Regions from separate parts of the Mus musculus genome. Here regions 2 and 3 are each linked to region 1. The links are chromatin contacts, called in public Hi-C and HiChIP or PLAC-seq maps. All regions are on one chromosome and are shown on one strand. Each heading gives the region's core, a stretch centred on a gene start, on an enhancer-like site or on the middle of the called end of the contact. The rest is flanking DNA. Distances are from core to core; before and after follow the strand shown.

Evidence for each region. A called contact is a pair of places that touch in the nucleus more often than the background predicts. HiChIP or PLAC-seq counts read pairs in DNA pulled down with a chosen protein or histone mark.
Region 2: a Hi-C map of cortical neurons shows a contact between it and region 1, with 2.7 times the contacts expected there. The contact joins two enhancer-like sites. A contact is called at or near these places in 2 of 39 promoter capture datasets (hippocampal neurons and stem cell-derived epiblast-like cells), 2 of 484 Hi-C or Micro-C datasets (cortical neurons and embryonic stem cells), 1 of 115 datasets of contacts at active chromatin or transcription factors (pancreatic cancer cells) and 2 of 9 other capture datasets (adipose tissue and pancreatic islet).
Region 3: an H3K27ac HiChIP or PLAC-seq map of embryonic stem cells shows a contact between it and region 1, with 11 read pairs. The contact joins two enhancer-like sites. A contact is called at or near these places in 9 of 39 promoter capture datasets (the C10 cell line, cranial neural crest, embryonic stem cells and 6 more), 1 of 484 Hi-C or Micro-C datasets (embryonic stem cells), 11 of 115 datasets of contacts at active chromatin or transcription factors (craniofacial prominence, embryonic basal ganglia, embryonic forebrain and 5 more) and 2 of 9 other capture datasets (adipose tissue and pancreatic islet).

Annotation. Positions count from the first base shown.
Region 1 is chr11:117,477,481-117,480,865 of GRCm38.p6, forward strand. It overlaps Gm34418 (a long non-coding RNA gene), which reads right to left. Exons shown (of 2, transcript XR_389180.4): 2 at 2,092-2,584. Among named protein-coding and RNA genes, the nearest start is that of Gm34418, 3.9 kb to the right of the region's middle. Within about 2 kb of position 1,576, at least 108 of the 459 cell types and tissues checked have an H3K27ac peak or open chromatin away from gene starts, as enhancers often do. A contact at or near this core is called in cortical neurons, embryonic stem cells, hippocampal neurons and 1 more, where this site is marked.
Region 2 is chr11:117,247,565-117,250,949 of GRCm38.p6, forward strand. It overlaps a transcript of Septin9 not described here. Among named protein-coding and RNA genes, the nearest start is that of Gm39478, 17 kb to the right of the region's middle. Within about 2 kb of position 1,542, at least 81 of the 459 cell types and tissues checked have an H3K27ac peak or open chromatin away from gene starts, as enhancers often do. A contact at or near this core is called in cortical neurons and hippocampal neurons, where this site is marked.
Region 3 is chr11:117,684,572-117,687,956 of GRCm38.p6, forward strand. All of the region lies in intron 1 of Tnrc6c (trinucleotide repeat containing 6C), which reads left to right. Among named protein-coding and RNA genes, the nearest start is that of Tnrc6c, 32 kb to the left of the region's middle. Within about 2 kb of position 1,585, at least 122 of the 459 cell types and tissues checked have an H3K27ac peak or open chromatin away from gene starts, as enhancers often do. A contact at or near this core is called in embryonic stem cells and stem cell-derived epiblast-like cells, where this site is marked.

The sequences.
Region 1 (3,385 bases), core at 326-2,825:
ACAGGCCAGCAGCAGCAGCTCAGTCCACTTGCAAACACTTCCCAGATACATCAGCAGTCTACAGGGATAGCCAGGCCTCAGCCAAATCAGCACAAGTCAGCAGGAGGGACTCCAGGAAAAGTTCTCAGCTGCTGCTCTCTCCCAAAGAAGCGAAGATCAGCGAAGACTCAAGACCAACAAGCATTGCCCAGCCAGCTCTTTAAGCAAGCCTGAAGCTCAGCTCAGCCCAGCCAAGCCAAGCCCAGCCAGCTCCCATCACTGTCCACCAAGTCCTATTTATAATTCCCTCAAACTTCACGTGTCCTCCACGGGTCTTGCTTCACCAAGTGTCTTGCCTCAGCCCGTGTGTCTGTCTCAGTTGACATCGCTCTGCCCGTGTCCCGGAAAGCAGCAAGAAGCCATAGCACACCACTAGAAGGTTTTTTTGGTGCATTTCTCTCTATGGAGCCCTGACAAATGGAGCTCAACTATGCACTGTAAGACGGACCAATACATGCATGTCGTAAGTGAAGAATCCTTCATCACGTGTCCTTTCACATGCTTCCTTTAGCAGAACATCCTTTCACCTGTGTTTGCTTCGGCGAAATGTTCCTTTGTGTGTTTGCCCCAGCAAGACACCATCCAACACAACTGACTTTTCAAAGAACCCTTAAGTTTCCACTTCAAAACACAGTGGGCTGTTGAGCTCTGGGTGAAGAAAGTTACAGAAGTAATGGGGCAGGTCCTTCCCAGCCCTGAGCCTATCACTTCTGCAGGCTGTGTGTGCTCAGAAAACCATGCAGCTGAGATGGAGCTCAGGGAGAGGTCCTGGTGTGAACTGACTGCTGCTTTGGGGATACTGCTCCAAGAAGCCTCCACATCACTCCTAACCCAGGGAGCCAGGCCACGTGCAGAACATTTCCCTCTCTCCCCACTGCCTCTGAGCAGGAACATGAGGCGGCACCATGATCGCTAGCCTATCGCAGGCCATTTCCTGGGCCTTTGATCAACCTCAGTGGGGAAACCTCTAGGATACAGAAAAGGGCATCCAAACCCCCAGTTCCGTAGTCAACTCTCATTTCAATCAAGAGGCCCCAAGTTCACAGATTTAGATTCTTGGGAGCTGTGGTTTTTTTCTTCTTAAAAAATTGAGCTGCTGCCTTGCCTCTTTGAGGCCCCAGGAGTCTGAACAGAGATGGTTTCCAAATGGGTGGAGAGAAAGCGCCTGTGCCAAGCCCGAGGGACCTGGCTTTGGGATGGCTGATCTGCCATGTTCATCCCTGGATGGCTGTGAGCCAGGTATCTTCTGGCCAGGAAAGCCTCTGCCCTGAGCATCCTTCTGGCCCCAAGCCAGACCTAGAGCCCCTCCCTATTTGATGGCTAATGCTAAAGACTGGGCCAGGAAGTAGGCAGATCGCTTTTTGAGTTTTCCTTGGTTATCCTCTCAGGACACCCACTCAGCCTCCGTCCGTCCTATGGCTGATGGGGAACCTCCTCAAACCCTGAGGGATCCAGAGCCTTTTATTCTAGGGGTGCTGTGGGTAGAGGCATTTCCAGCTGCCCTCACTCCCTGGGCCCATCTTCTGCTGTTGTTCTTGCTGTGTTGATTTGCATGCCATTTTGCTTGTGGTCTCCATGGCAACCACCACCAAATGGCCTAGGGATAATGGAGGGGCTCTGGGTAGGGGAGGGGGAAGCCTCATGAGTGGTTTTGACTTCAAAAAAAAAAAAGAAAGAAAAGAAAACAGTGATTCCGCAGCGCAGCGTGCCTGGCAGAGGGGCAGCCCTTCCCCCGCCTGCAATCCCTCAGCGCCCCTCACCCAAGGCTTCTTTCTAACTTGTGAGGGGGAGGGAGGCAGTATCCTGGAACAGGAGTCCTTGCATCTGGCTTCAGAACAATGGGAAGAATCAGGGAAAGCAGTGGCGGCCAGAGGAGGGAACCCTTGGGGGCAACCAGCGCCTTCTGGAACCATCTGCAGCTTCCAGAACAAATCTCCAGCCGGCAGCTCTCCTGCTCCGGCCATCTTTGCTCTCCCTCTTGCCAGGTCCCTCCACCCTTCCCAAATCTCCTCTCCACAAGGAAAGAGAGAAAAATAGAAGCATGACTTCATGTCTCAGGGCCTGGCTCCTGGGTGGAGGATCTAGAGGAGTTTAATTGTTCGCATATGTCCAGCTCTAGCCCTTCACAAAATGTGTTCAGGGCCGTGAGCTGCAGCGGTTGAAAAGCTGGGGAGATAGCACGGGGATTGTTGGGCTTAAAGATGAGCAGACTACAGCTCAGGGCTGTGAGTGCGGCACAAAGAGGGGGACCCAGGCCAGCTCTATGGAGGGCTGGAAACCAGCCTCCGATTTATGTTCGATGCACTTAAGTGGACCGAGCTTTCTTCTCTTCATCCATTCCGTGCGTTTCTCAAGCTAACTTCTCTCCTGCTGCCAAGGCTCTGTGGGTGCTGGAGGTGAGCTCCTGCCTCCCTCCGACCCATAGCCCCGTAGAGCTTGGCCCTGTTGCTGCCTGAGGCCAGTGGCTGGCCTGACGCCATCTCCTTGCTCTCTGAGTCGCTCTGCTCTTTCATGGCTCTTCTCTCCTTCCAAGGTGCAGCGGTTCCTTGAAACATCCGGATCATCCAATAAACATCTTTACAACAAGAGACCACACCTGCCCCAGACAACAGGAAGCCCCACAGGACAGCTGACCCATGATAGTCACTAAGAACCGTGGGAGCTGAGGCTACCCCCTTCCCCACCCCCCCACCCCCCCACCCCCCCACCCCCCACCCCCCACCCCCAGCATAGAAGCAGTCATCTCTTGGATGGATCTGGAGTCATGGAAAGTTTTTTACCTGCTTCCCCAGGGTGGCGCTGCTTGGCTCTGGGTTGGATGTATTGGGGCAGGTGGCTGAGCCTCACTTGTTTGGACTTTGGGGAGCAGAGACTAACAATGAACTGGTAACAACCAACCGCACAGTGCAAATGCAGCACACTGCCTAACATAAGACAGAGGGAACCACAACACATGGCTTGCGGAGCTGGGCGAGCACACACTGCTATTCCTTCATGAGAGGATAAACTGGGGTCCAAGAGAGTCTAAGCGGGCTCAACCCCCAGCACCACATGAACTGGGCATAAAGTAATTATGGCAGCACAGGTCTATATTCCCAGCACTGGAAAATAGAGGCAGGAGGAGCAGAAGTTATAGGCTGCTATCCTCGGCTACAATCAAGTTCAAGGCCAGCCTGGGATACATGATTAATCCTTGACACAGCAACAAATGGAATCCTAAGAAATACACAAGGCAGAGAGGAGGGAGGGACAGAGCAGGTGGGATAAACAGCAAGGACAAGGCAAGATGTCGGACATGAGCCCCACCCCAGAGACAGCCCATTAAACAGGAACAGTCAAAACCCTC
Region 2 (3,385 bases), core at 292-2,791, 230 kb before region 1:
AGCCCATAGATTCTCACTGACCCTGGCTCCCCAAGATGCTATGAGGTTCAGGGAAAGGAGCTGAACGGCCCAGTGGATCTGGGGTGGTCATGTGGGGCCCCACATGTGCCAGTGGCCAGCTGCTCTAGTTGTGACGTGGGAAAGATCCACTAATTTTTCCTGACCAGTGCTGGGGTGGACAGCATGTGACTTTAACCGTGAGATAAAACTGGGAAGGCAGGGTTTGTGTGGGGACTGCCAGATAGTGGGATACGGAGCAGCTGATTAAGACATCAGGATCATCCTGTGAACGTTCTGAGGACAGAGCCTGAAAGGAAGGTGTAGGCAGAGCTGGCTGCTCTGGGAGGACCTGAGGGATGCACCTTGGGGTAGTGGCCAGGAATTCTTGGCATTTCTTGACTGTGGCTGTATTACTCCTGTTTCTGTTCTGTTTCATCTGGCTTTCTCCATCTGTCTGTCTGTCTGTCTGTCTGTCTGTCTGTCTGTCTCTGTCTCTTTCTCTCTCTGTGTCTATGTGGAGCATATATGTATCTGTATGTGGCCAAGTATGTTTGTGTGTCTGTGTCTAAGTTACCCTCTGCCTTCTCTGGTTGTTGGGTCAGGCCCTCCCAGTCTAGCACACCCTCATTTTAACTCCATGCTAGCCACAGATATCCTACTTCCAAATGAGCTCACAGCCACAGGTACCAGGGGCTCAAACCTGAACTTGTGGTACGGGGTCACAGTCTGACCTTTTATAGAGGCTCAGTCCTAAGAGAGGATGTGTTGGGTTGATTGGGGCCCAGGAAGGACCCACTGTGGCCACAGAGCTTGGGAGAGTGTCTGTCAGGGTCATGGGATGCTGAAGGAAATGAAGCGTTATAGTCACTATAGCCACAGGCTTGGAGGACTGTCAGGTAGAGGGTGAGCCTTTGAGCTCCCCCAAATACCAAAGCAACCCTAGAAACTTGGAATGTTCTGGAAAGTGTGAAAACCGTGATTTTTCTCTCCATTTTCACTTACCATCAATGACTAGCATGTCTCATGAAGTAGTGAGTTGCTGGTGTCTTGGAGTTGCAAGGAAGGGCGATGTGGCTGCTGTGGATGGCTGAGAAGATGGGACCTTAGAGCAGCTGCTGATACAATGAGCCTCCTAGCTTAGAAGAGTTTGAATTACCAAGTGTCCGTGAACTGAAGGCTCCATATGCAGTGGGGCTCACTGCCAGGCCCCTCACGGGTCATCAGGTCCTAGTGTTGAGTCACCTAGTGCCCCTGTATTGGGAGGTCTGCATGCAGTGAGTGCTCCCTGCCAGGTCCTGAATCAGGCTCTGTCCTGTTATCTATCGCTCCTGCCTTTTCCTTTCAACTGCATGGGTGACAGGAAGTGTGCTGTCCTGGTTTCCATGGAGACAGAACCTCAGCTCCATTCAGTCTGAGGCCAGCTTTGGAAATTAAATACCTGACAGTTTCTGGGAAAGTGTGAGCAGATGGTTTAATGTGCGTAAGAGCACAGATATGCGTGTGACTTAGGCGTGCACATACGCACGTGCACGCAGTCATGAGCCTGGAGACGGAGCTGTTCAGGCTGAGGTCTCCCGAGCCCTGGGCCGATACTGTTCTCAGTGCTTAACAGATATTAACAGAGCTTCCTTTCATAATGAACCTTTGAAGGAGATAGTGTCCATCTGATTTTATAGAAGAGAAAACAAAGGCCCCCTAAGGGGCCAAAGGACTTGTCTTAAGGCCTGCCAGTCATTTTTTTCTCTCATGGCACAGTTGCTATCTTCTGTCTGGTGTGAAGCTGAGGCATCAAAGAAGGTTCTAGTAACCTCAGCCCTTTGTTTTGGGCTCAGCATCTAAAAAGTTAGCTTCTCCGAAGCTTCTGCTGGGCTCGCGGCCCCTTTCCAGCTGAATGATCCCGTATGTGGAGGTTGGGTTCACGCCCAGCCTCTCCAGCCTGGCTGCTGTCACACCATGCTGTTCATGGCCTATGCGCTAGCTTGGGAGGTGCACCTCTCTGTAGCTGTCAGGGAAGGAAGTGACCCTTGTGCAGGCCGTTTCTCCTCCCTGGATGTCTTAGGAAGAGCAGGCGAAGGGCTTACTGGCTCTGGCTGCCTTTTCTATGCCCCTCACCACGGGTGGACAAACCATTGATGATGGGTCACGTCTGCTGCAGCAAAGGGCCAGTGTCTGCTTGTTACACAGTCATCAGGGACGTTGATCCTGACCCTTTGTGCCACCGACCTTCTCAACCCCGACTGTGCCCTTCCAGTGGCATCTCACTGAACGTGGGCACTGGGCTAAAGGGAGGTGGTGTTTGAAGATCTGGAACCACGTGCTGGCTGCACAAGCTAACAGTGACCACGGTTCCCTCCCTGATCTGACCTCCAAACACTGGGTTCTTACCGTGATACAAGGACAGGACGGGATCAAGATGGTGTTTTGTGGCTTAACTTAATGTAATTAAAATTGTCTTGAGACAAGGTTTCTGTAAGTACAGGCTGGACTAGAAGTCTTGACAGCTCTCCTGCCCTTGCACGCCGGGATTACAGAGATAAGGCACCGTGCTCGTCTTAAGACCAACCAACTTTATCTGCTTATCTACCTCCCTTCCTCGCTCTTTTCCTTTCCTCCGCTCTCCCCACCCCCTTCGCCCTCTCTTAGTCTCACATAGGCCAGGATGGCCTTGACCTCCCATGTAGCTAAGGATGACACTAAACTTCTGATCCTCCTGCCTCCTCCCGGGTGCTGGGGTTAGAGGTATGCGCCGTCATATCCAGTTTATGCAATTCTGAGGGTTGAGCCCAGAGTTCCATGTATGTTAGGCAAGCCCTCTACCAACTGAGTTGCATCCCCAGGCCTCAAGGTGGTTTCCGAGTTAGTAATCTGCATAACTGGTCATGCTTTGCCCTTTGTAGTTGCTCAGTAAAACACCGAGTGACTGACTCTGGGCTTCCCCAAGAATCCAAAGAGCTGAAGGCTTTGGCCAATCTGCCTGACTATACCCTATGGTCCAGTGTGTCCAGTGTGCCCCTTTGGGTGTCTGACCATGAGGACAGGAGTCCTCTGTCCCTCCCTGGACACTGACTCCATGTGGCATCAGGAACAGCTGGAGATGACCAGCATCCTCTGCCGTCAGGCTGGGCGCCAAATTCCCTGGCATGCTGTGTCGGTGATTGTCAGCCACATGTGTGGAGCGCCATGTGCAGAGGGTCCGGACACTTATCCCTCCCCCGTGGGCGGTCCTGGGGTCTTCCTTCAGCACACTGGCCAACACTTGCTGGTCCTGACTGCTGCAGTGTTCATCTGTGCCGCACAGCTGTATACAAAGACCTCAAGAAGGGATCCGAATCTGTGTGTCCCGTGGGGAGACCCTTGACCCCACCCCACACAGAAAGGACTTTGT
Region 3 (3,385 bases), core at 335-2,834, 210 kb after region 1:
TCTAGATCAAGGAACAGGTTGGAGGGTGTTATCATCTCTTTTTATATTTGATTTTTTTCCTTTGCATAGATTGTCATCAAGCTATTTCTGCTCAAGTCTTGTCTGCCTCCTGCCTCTCCCAAATTAGAATCCAGTTTGAGTACGTTTTAGCTTAATGACTCCTGAAGCTGAATGTCTGGGTTAACAGCCCTTCTAGTTCTCAGAGTTGCAGGGGCTTTGAATAGACATGTCCCCTGGAGACACCATGTTGATGGCTTGCCGCAGGCTTGCTTCATCACTTCAGTGACTGGCCTGAGGCTGTGGCGCTGGGCTTTGTCCTTTTTCTTTCACAATGGTGAAGGGAGAGCCTTTCCCGAGGCAGCCAACATGTCAGGAGTTCTAGAAATGATACCGATTCTACAGAGCTGCTCTCCTCTCTCTGCCTGCTGGTTTCTAGTCTGGGCAACCTCTATCTAACCAAAGTCAGTTTTTGTTCTGTGGTGATAGCTAAATTCAGTTTGTAGTTTTATATACTCTGACTTCATTCATCATTTAAACACATCTGTAATTCAGTTTTATCGTTTTATATACTGACTTAATTCATTCATCATTTAAACACATCTGTGAATTTGTTTATTGGTGTAATAGTATTTTTAAACTTTCCAGTTCATTGGCAGGCTTTGAAATAAGCTGTCATTTGAAGGTTTCTCTATCAGTCAAGAGAAAACAAACATGTAGTCATGTGAACAAGGAAAAGAAGCCTGAAGAGTCAGTGTAGCAAGGGTTAGAGTAGGAAGATGAGCTCCCTGTAAGAGGCCACATCACTGGGAAGGACATGGCAAAAAAAGTCAATGAGGTGTCTGCCATGTGGACCCAACCTGCCAGAAAGTTACAGTCCACCATGAAAGCAGTTCCTGGGAGTCCCACATGTGTGCTTAACAGGAGCCTGCCTTGGAGCACCAGTTGGGAGGTATAAACTTTCCTCTCCGCTTCTCTCCAGCTCCCTCTGCCAGAGAAGTTGGACCTCATGCCAGCTGGTGAGGGAAAGTAGTTAAACGTCACAGATCCATTTGCACAAAGCAGGCAGGAGGCAGAAGTTGGCATTATAGGTAGTAAATGAATAACCAGCCAGTTCCTACCTCAGCAGCAGGAAGTGCTGGTCATGGGTATATAGTGCATGTTGTCAGATTTCCCAGCGAGCAGTGAGATTCTGTCATTGTTAGTAACTGAACACTGTAGCATACACAGCAAGATGAGCCAGCAGAGTACTGACTCTCAAAAATTAGTTGGGGTTTCCTTTGTATTACTAGGTGTTGTGCTATACAAATTTAATCACTCAGGAGGCAGAGACAGGGCTCTCTGTGACTCCCACCTTGGGGCTGTTGCTAACATTGGTTTTCTTTAGGATTCTTAAGTTACATGTGATAGAAAATAACAATTTAGGGAAGAACAAAAACTGACTTTGGTTAGATAGAGGTTGCCCAGACTAGAAACCAGCAGCAACCCAGAAGTCCTGTGCAGCTACCCCTGGTGGACAGGGGACAGACATCCTGCAATGCAGGTGTGTTCCCTGCCGGCTGCTGCCTCCCTTCCATCCTAACAGCCTGATGTAGCTCAAGCTTTTCTCTCTCCCTTAGAGGGCAGGCTTGTGCACTAGGCTCAAGTCTGCGTTCTGGACTTAGGCCACGCCCCTACAGGTGGAGTTCAGCCTTGTGTTTCTTGGTTTCTTTTTCTCTAAGTTGCCTTCATTTTGGGATCTCTGGCTGAGAGCACAGCTTCTAGCCGCTAGTTCTAGATATTCGTGTGTCAAGCCATCCCTGAGCCCAAGCACTGTCGTCCAGGTAACGCGCTGCCTGTGGATTAGCCACACCCAGAATGCTTCACTGAAGCTACTGTGCTTCAGAGACTTTGAATTGAAGGGGCTCTGTGAGGGAAATAGAGGTGCAGTTCCCAGTTCGGAAGGAAAGGGTGTGGTGTGTGTAGGTGATCACCATAGTTTACAGAGGAAAGCCTGCAAAAATGAAAGGCAGATTTCTGAGGCCAGCCTGGTCTACAAAGTGATTTCCAGGGCAGCCAGGGCTATACAGAGAAACAAACAAAAGCTACACAACAGATGACAGGAGACAAGCCTCAGAAAGATGTGTGTCTTAGGAAGGCAGTAGGGGGCATTGTTTCTAAAGTCAGATAAACTGAGAATTGCTGCTGGGATCTGTCTTGCCTTAGTAGTAACTCTTAACAAGTGAATCTTGAATCTGAAGCCCTCTTAAACCAGGTGGCAGTAAGACAGGCTTTCTTTGGAAAGCTGGAGACCACTGTTCAAATCTCTGACTCTTCTTCATGTTCCAAAGTAAAAGTCACAGTTGTTTCTAGACCATTCCATTCTGTGGGCACAGGCTCTAGGTTGAGCCCTGCACTCCTGGGCTCTGGTCTAGCTGGGGCTGCCTGGCTTGGCTCGGGGAGTGGGTGTGACCCTTGGAGGGTGTTGACCTTGCACTGCTGTGCAGTTGAACCAGAGGTAAGCCCACCCTGTGACAGTTGCTACCAGAGCTGGGAGAATTCCTTTCTTGGATGAACACCACCCCCCAGCCCCCAGGCATCACACCATCCCAGCTAGCTCCTGGGATCCCCCCTTCTACTGAGAAAACTGGTTTCTGTCCACTTTAGCTGCCTGGGCCATCTTTACTACAACACAGCTCTGAGGGCGACGTAGACCCCGGTCAAAACTTGAGAAAAGATAGAGATGAGAAAGCCGCCTTCACACAGGTTGAATTCCTAACTCTCAGCTGCTCTTTCGAAAGTCCTCATAATTGTGCTTACTCCTGCTTATATTCTGTATTTTATTACACTTTGTCTAGTGTCATTGTAAGTCAGCAAGAGAGTCTGTAGTGGGTGCTCTCTCTCTCTCTCTCTCTGGTCAGCCTCAGAAGTCCTAACTCACTGTATGTTTTATGAGTAACAGGTTTGTGAGCCTGGTGGCTTGCAGCAGTACCTACCTATCTAGTGGTTCATACCCTCTGAGTATTAGGGAGCTACAGTCAGGGCAGGGTTGGGTTTTTTCCTGAAGGCTCTTTTGGGGAAGGGTCAGTCCTCAGTCTTCCACAGGCCATAGTTGGGCAAAATTCAGTTACTGTAGTACTGTAATAAGATTTACAGTAAGTTGTGACTTCAGAGCTCTCTCTATCTAATCAAAGGAGATTTTAACACCAGTCTGCTAGAACAAAGTGTCTATCACATAGTGAGTGAGGGAAGTGACATAGACCAGTGTGGTGTGGTGTTCTGATGGTTAGAAACAAGTCACAGGTTTTCCTTCTTACACTCAAGAGTGGTCTGTCAACTGTTAGCCTTTAACCCTCAGAGGACATGCTCCCTCTCAACGTCATGTCCTGTCCTTCAGAATCACCGAGCG